Regions from separate parts of the Sus scrofa genome. Here region 2 is linked to region 1. The links are chromatin contacts, called in public Hi-C maps. All regions are on one chromosome and are shown on one strand. Each heading gives the region's core, a stretch centred on a gene start, on an enhancer-like site or on the middle of the called end of the contact. The rest is flanking DNA. Distances are from core to core; before and after follow the strand shown. Region 1 holds the start of STAT3 (signal transducer and activator of transcription 3). Region 2 holds the start of RAB5C (RAB5C, member RAS oncogene family).

Region 1 (3,006 bases), core at 275-2,774:
ACTGTCTGAATTTTCTAACCACAAACGTGTGTTAGTTTCATTGAAGAAAATTGTCATGGCCTGTCAAAGGTGAGATAACAGGCCCTTTTTTATTTTTTATTTTATTTTATTTTGTCTTGTTCGGGCTGCACCTGCGGCATTCGGAGGTTCCCAGGCTAGGGGCTGAATCAGAGCTGCAGCCGCCGGCCTACACCACAGCCACAGCAATGCCAGATCAGAGCCACGTCTTCGACCTGTACCACAACCCATGGTAACACTGGATCCTTAACACACTGAGCTAGGCCAGGGGTCCAACCTGCTTCCTCATGGATGCTAGTCAGATTCATTTCCGCTGGACGGTGGGAACACCTGATAAAAGGTCCCTTTTTGGATTTCATCTTAATACCTCTTTGTACTAAACAAACACAATAAACACAAATAAGCACTAATAGCTGTTATTTTTTAAAACCCTGATTGTACCAGCACATACATACAATCCTCTATTATGCAAAGTACATCCTCTATTATGCAAGATAAAATGTCTACATTTCCTATAAACTACTGGTTTCAATGGAGTAGAACTTGCACTCGAAGTAGACAGGCGAAAAAGATAAAGGCACGCAATTTCAAGTATTTCAACTCAGACACATAAAAACAATGTGTATACGTGTCATTCTTTATCTGTACTGTCTCCTGCATTCCCGTGAACAGGCCAATGTGCGAGTCGTGTTGGCCTTTGATGCTTGAAGAGACGGAACGGAGGACGGGGTTAAATCCACTACCCTCTCCCCACGCACTCTAGTAATTACTCTACTTCCACGTCATGTTTCCGGGTGTGTGTGTCTCGACTCACGCAGAAACTGAGGTTCAAAGCAGGCGGGAGTCACCCATGTTCTTTTGGCTGTCCCCAAAAACCCAATTCAGCCGTTGAGGTCTTAGAGTATCTGGCGATACCTGGGTACTGTTTAACTGGCTGATTCCCACGTGGTAAGTGGCTCCTAACTCACCCCCACGTGGTGCCAAGGGCCGGGAAAAGGGAGAGTAGGCAAAAGAGAGCCGCATCAGGGGCATTTAAAGTGTCTTGACGTCACACACTGCCAGGAACTCAGCTGAGTTTTCAGCAGGACATTCCGGTCATCTTTCTTCCCTCCCTCCGGGTCTCTCAGCCCAAGGCCTTGGCTCTTCCCTTACTGTTGCGGAGGGAGTAGCAGTGAGCCCTCGGAACAGCCAGTACAGGGGCGTTCCCGGCCTTGTGTTGGCTCCGCCCCTTCTCCAAGGAGCTCTCCTCATTGGCAAGTGGGTGGGGCTTCGGAGATACAGTACATTCACCAGGGCCTCTGTGTGGCAGAGAAAACTGGTCGTCTCATGAATAATGCATGAGCGGAGTGCCCAGGCCAGGCGGGGGCTGGGCGGGGATTGGCTGGAGGGGCTGTAATTCAGCGGTTTCCGGAGCTGCGGCGGCGTAGACCGGGAGGGGGAGCCTGGGGTTCCGACGTCGCCGCGGAGGGAGCGAGCCCGAACAGGATCCTTGACGAGCACCCCTACTTGGCGCTCTCCCCGTGTCTAATAGGGGAGACTCTGCGGCCTGAGGGAGCCCTGCGGCCCGCACCCCGGCGCAAGCGCAGCCCCGGCCAGTCGGGCCTCAGCCGGAGCAGCAGGTGAAGGGGGTTAAGGGTGGGGCCGCCCCCCCCCTCCCCGGGCGACGGCCTCCGGGCCGGGGATCCAGGGGTGGGTGCCAGAAGGGCTGAGATGCTCTGGGGTGTTTGAGGGAGTAGTGGACAGAAGCTTCAGTAGGGCAGAGGGGATACGAAGAGACCGGGAGGGTCGTTCTGAAGGGTCGTTCCCAGGATGACAGGAGTCGGCCTCTGAAGGGACAGGGTACGCTGGAAGGAAGTTTTCATTCTTTGGAGAAAGAGGAGACGCGGTGGAAGAGTGAGAAGGGGCTCGAGGGGGAGGACCATTGGGGCCAGGGCACTCTAGAGTGGCGGTGGCAGGAGTGAGGGACAGCCCCCGACTTCCTGCTCCTTGGGGCTCTGGGGACGTTCCGGCCGCAGGAGCGACTGTCATGCTGGCGAAGATCACGGAGGGGTGGGTTGGCAAGCGCCTCCTCCCCGCCCCCCCGGCCGGGCCCGGCGGCTCCGGCTGAGCCACTTCCTCCGTCTTGTCCAGTTCCCGCTCCTGTAGGATCCAGCTGTGCCCCCCTGGAGAGGTAGGAATAGGTGTCTTCCTCCTCCAGCCTCACGGGCTGGTTGTTCATGGTTAGGGTTATTGCATAAGAATCAAGTTTCCTGTAGGGAAATTGACAATCTCGTTCTCTTTCTAAACTCCCTCTCGTCTTTTTCTAGGTTAAATCGTGTTTCTCTCCTCCCCCTTCTTAAAAAAAACCCAACAAAATAAAACCCCCATCAAACCAACTCTAGAGAGAAATAAACCTTTTTCCTCCTGGCATTGTTCTTTTATAAACACCTGGTAAACTTGGCCAAAAGATAAATAATTGAGCCCTTGCGTTTACTGGATTGTGGTGTTGCTTAATTGCATAGGCCGGAATGAACCAATCGAGAGTGGGAGTTTTCTGTCTCAGAGCCAAGGTCTTGGGTAAATGCAGAGAAGAGGGAAACAAAGACAGGCTGGCCTTGGCAGAACCAAGTGTGCAAACTTTACCTGTGTTTGGGGGGTGTGGTTGCATTTCGGTTAGCAAGATTCAAACCAACATGAAGTCATTTTCTCCATGTTTAGTCCACATCCCTCTGTGTTATACAAATTGGATGGATAGTGTTAACCCTTATTAAAAATGTATATAATGTGTATCTGCTGGTTTTTTGGGGGTGTGCATCTAAAGGGTATGTTTATTCTGCCTATGGGTTGTCATTCTTTGGCTGGTTGTGCTGATAAAGCATTGGTTTGAATAAATCAGAACAGTAAGTCTCAATCTTTTGGATTTAGGCTGCGTTATGACTGATTCAGCCAGTTTTCTATTTTCTACTAAACATGTCTGTGTTCCATGGGTCAATAGTTATTTCCTTATTA
Region 2 (3,006 bases), core at 252-2,751, 210 kb after region 1:
TGGAGGAGCCTACACGGTAGGTAGTCACTCCCCCACCATACCCCAGGGCCCTGTTGCTGTCTCTAGGAGGGCAAAGGTGCCAACCAATCCACTTGGCACCACATTCACGCCACCAGGGGCCCCAGGGATGAGGCAGAAACCGTAATGAGTCACTATGGGCCCGTCATACCCACCCTCCCCCTCACCTGGTCACAGCCACAGACTCAGACACGATATGTGGGAGGGACAGAGCCCTGACTCAAGTCCACCTCCAGCCCTGCCAAGGTGACCCACAGGACTCCCCACTAATTCTGCATTAACCAATCCTGTGCCTGTTGCAGGCTAGGAACAGCAGGGTCTGGAAGAAGTGCTGTCACCAGCCAGAACCTACTAAGAATCCCACTCTGCCCCATCCCCTTTGCTCTCTTAAGCTCTCTCTTCTTTCTTAGCTTTCACTTCTCTGACAATCACTGAAGGGGTTGGTGGTATGGACGTTGTTAGAGGCACCCTGGTGACCAAATGGAACCAGGTGTGGGCAAGTTGTCCTGGACAGGTTGCAAGGTCCATTCTCCAGCTCAGGCTCCAGGGTATGTTTGGTGTTGGCTGGTGTCATAGGAACAATGCCCACAGCTGCCTCCGGGTGAGCTAGTATTCCATTCAGGTGCTGAGTAGTATCTCTGGGGGTGAGATGCAGAAGCAGAGGAGCTGTGTTGGGGGGGTTGGGGGTGAGCAGAAGTGGTCCTAATCCATACTGAGGGGAGCAGGGAAAAAAAAAAAAAAAAGCCCTGATCCATGTGAAGGGCAAAGCGGGGGCAAACAGAAGTGGGTCCAGTTCACTGGATGGGAAGTGTCTGGCTCTGTGCTTGGAGTTAAGAGACAAGAGCTGGAACTGGTTGAGGGTGGGGAGAGACAGGGGCAGAGTCGGTTCCGGTTGAGCCAAAGGCAGAGGGTCCTAGTTTACTGCTGGGCAGTGGCAGGGGCTCTCCCTTTGATCTTACCCAGTAGTCTCCAGAAAGCCCTTACTATAGCGTTTCCATAATCTTCCCCATATCAAAATGTCCCCACCCGTGGGGCTCCCAGAACTGACTTGGCCCAAAAGCGCAGACACGGGCTCCTCCAGTCTAGCGAGTGCTCAGGACTGGTCCACGCGGCCTTACGTGCATATTCATTCACATCATGTTTTTCCTTTCCCAATTCTGCACACACAGCCTCCTACCCTCTTGCAACGCTCCGCCACCCGCCTCCCCTCGGGGTGCCTGGAACCCGCGATGACGCGATCGGCAGGCCTGCCCTTAAAAAGTTCCCGGCCGGGCTCCGCCTAGCCGACATCGGGCTCCACCCTAAGCCTGTCTCAGGCGGCTCCTCCTGGAGCTACGCACTACAATTCCCGCCGTCCCTTGCGTGCGCTCTCCCACCTCTCCCGCGCTCCCCGCCAGCCCCGCCTGTGAATCGGCCAAGAGTGCCTCCCATTGGCTTCGCCGCCCTGTCAGTCACCTGGGTATTGAGGGGCGGGTCGGAGGTGGAGATCCGGATCCGGAGCGGCTGAAAGGCGGAAGTGGAGGCCGGAGCCTGGGACACCGCCGGGGGGAGAGGAGCGGAGCCTGTCCGAGCCCCGGCCTCAAGTAACGCCACCGCCCCGGAGCCACCGTGAGTGTGCCTGTCCCGGGACCCAGTGTCTCGCTCGCGTTGAAACCTCTCCGGGGCAGCCCCTCCTCCCGCCCGGCCCCGGCTTGGGGGGATACTGACCCCTCCCCCGACCCGTAGCCCCCTCTTAAGGGGCTCCCCAGGCGTCGAGCCAGAGCGGGGGCCGGGGGGGCTCTTCTTTCCTTCCCTTACTTGCCCTTCGTAACCCTTGGGAAACCCCTGTGGCTCTCCTCTGGCCTGTCCAGCCCGGTGGTGGGAGGGAGAGACCCTAAGTTTCGCTCCCTCTCCTCCTAGAATTGGAGGAATCTTTGTCAGGTGTGAAGGAGCCTGTCCGACTTCTCTTTTAGAGGTAGCCAGAAGTGTTGTCTGTCGCTGTTTTCCTTTACCCCGTCCCACAAAAACTGTTGTCCCTCCAGCCCTAGAGGAATTTTATCTTGATATCCTGAGGCTGGGGCGGGGTGTGGGGGGGGTGGTCCTGGGTGAGACCGCTCCCACAACTCCTTACTTCCTCTCTTTCCTCAAGCTAGACAGCCACCCAGGATCCTAGCAGAGTTTAAAGTCAGGGTCACTCTTTAGGAATGCCTTGTCTTCTCCTCGGCTTGCTCCCCTCTGCCCCAGCCCCGTCCTCTAGTTATGGTGTTCTCTGGTTGTGTCGTTCCCTGAGTGTATCGCTTTTCCTGCCTCTGAACAATTTAGCTGAGGTTTGCTCAATCCTAGCTACAGATCACACAGATCAGAGTGGATCTGCCCATTCATTATCATCTCTCTCCCCTTCTCCTCCCCCCTTGCTGGAGTCTCAACCGGGTCCTCCCAGAGCACGCGAGTGGTTCCAAGCTACCTCAGAGGGACTGCTCGTCCTGGGACTGGTGTCCGTTGGTCTTTAGAGAGGAGGAAAAAGACCAAAAATAAGGAGTCTGGAATTGAGGAGTGCTAGGCTCTTTCCCACTGCTAAACACACACTCACCTCCCTGATCAACAGGTCATGCCACTTCTAGTCCTAGGGTCTATTTCCATTCCTTTCTGGACTTGATCAACTCAGTTGTAGATTGCAGAGGATTAGGTGGAGATCACAGTGGCACCTCTGGGTTCTTCATGTGCTAATTTTTAGTGTAACCCAAGGAATTCCCACACCCGAAAGTGCTGATTCTCCCCAGCTTTTCCTAGAGACAGCTGGTTCTGACATCTGATCCTTGTCCATTGCTTGAAACTTAGGTGTGTGAAATGGCTGCTGTCTCAGACCAGGCTGGGAGGTTCTTTGTTATGTGGCCAAAGTACAGGCCTGAGACTGTACCTTAATGAGAGCAGCCTGACTCTGAGGCCATGACTGACCCTTGCTATCTACAGTGGAGGAAGGGAGGGAAGGCCACACAGTCTTTGGGAATT

The links. Hi-C and Micro-C count contacts between places; a contact is called where the count stands out from the background.
Region 2: a Hi-C map of liver shows a contact between it and region 1, with 6 times the contacts expected there. The contact joins the promoter of RAB5C here to the promoter of STAT3 in region 1. A contact is called at or near these places in 1 of 5 promoter capture datasets (fetal liver) and 1 of 47 Hi-C or Micro-C datasets (liver).

The regions. Positions count from the first base shown.
Region 1 is chr12:20,405,792-20,408,797 of Sscrofa11.1, forward strand. STAT3 (signal transducer and activator of transcription 3) reads left to right here and starts at 1,525. Exons shown (of 25, transcript NM_001044580.1): 1 at 1,525-1,637.
Region 2 is chr12:20,612,490-20,615,495 of Sscrofa11.1, forward strand. RAB5C (RAB5C, member RAS oncogene family) reads left to right here and starts at 1,502. Exons shown (of 6, transcript NM_001244254.1): 1 at 1,502-1,626.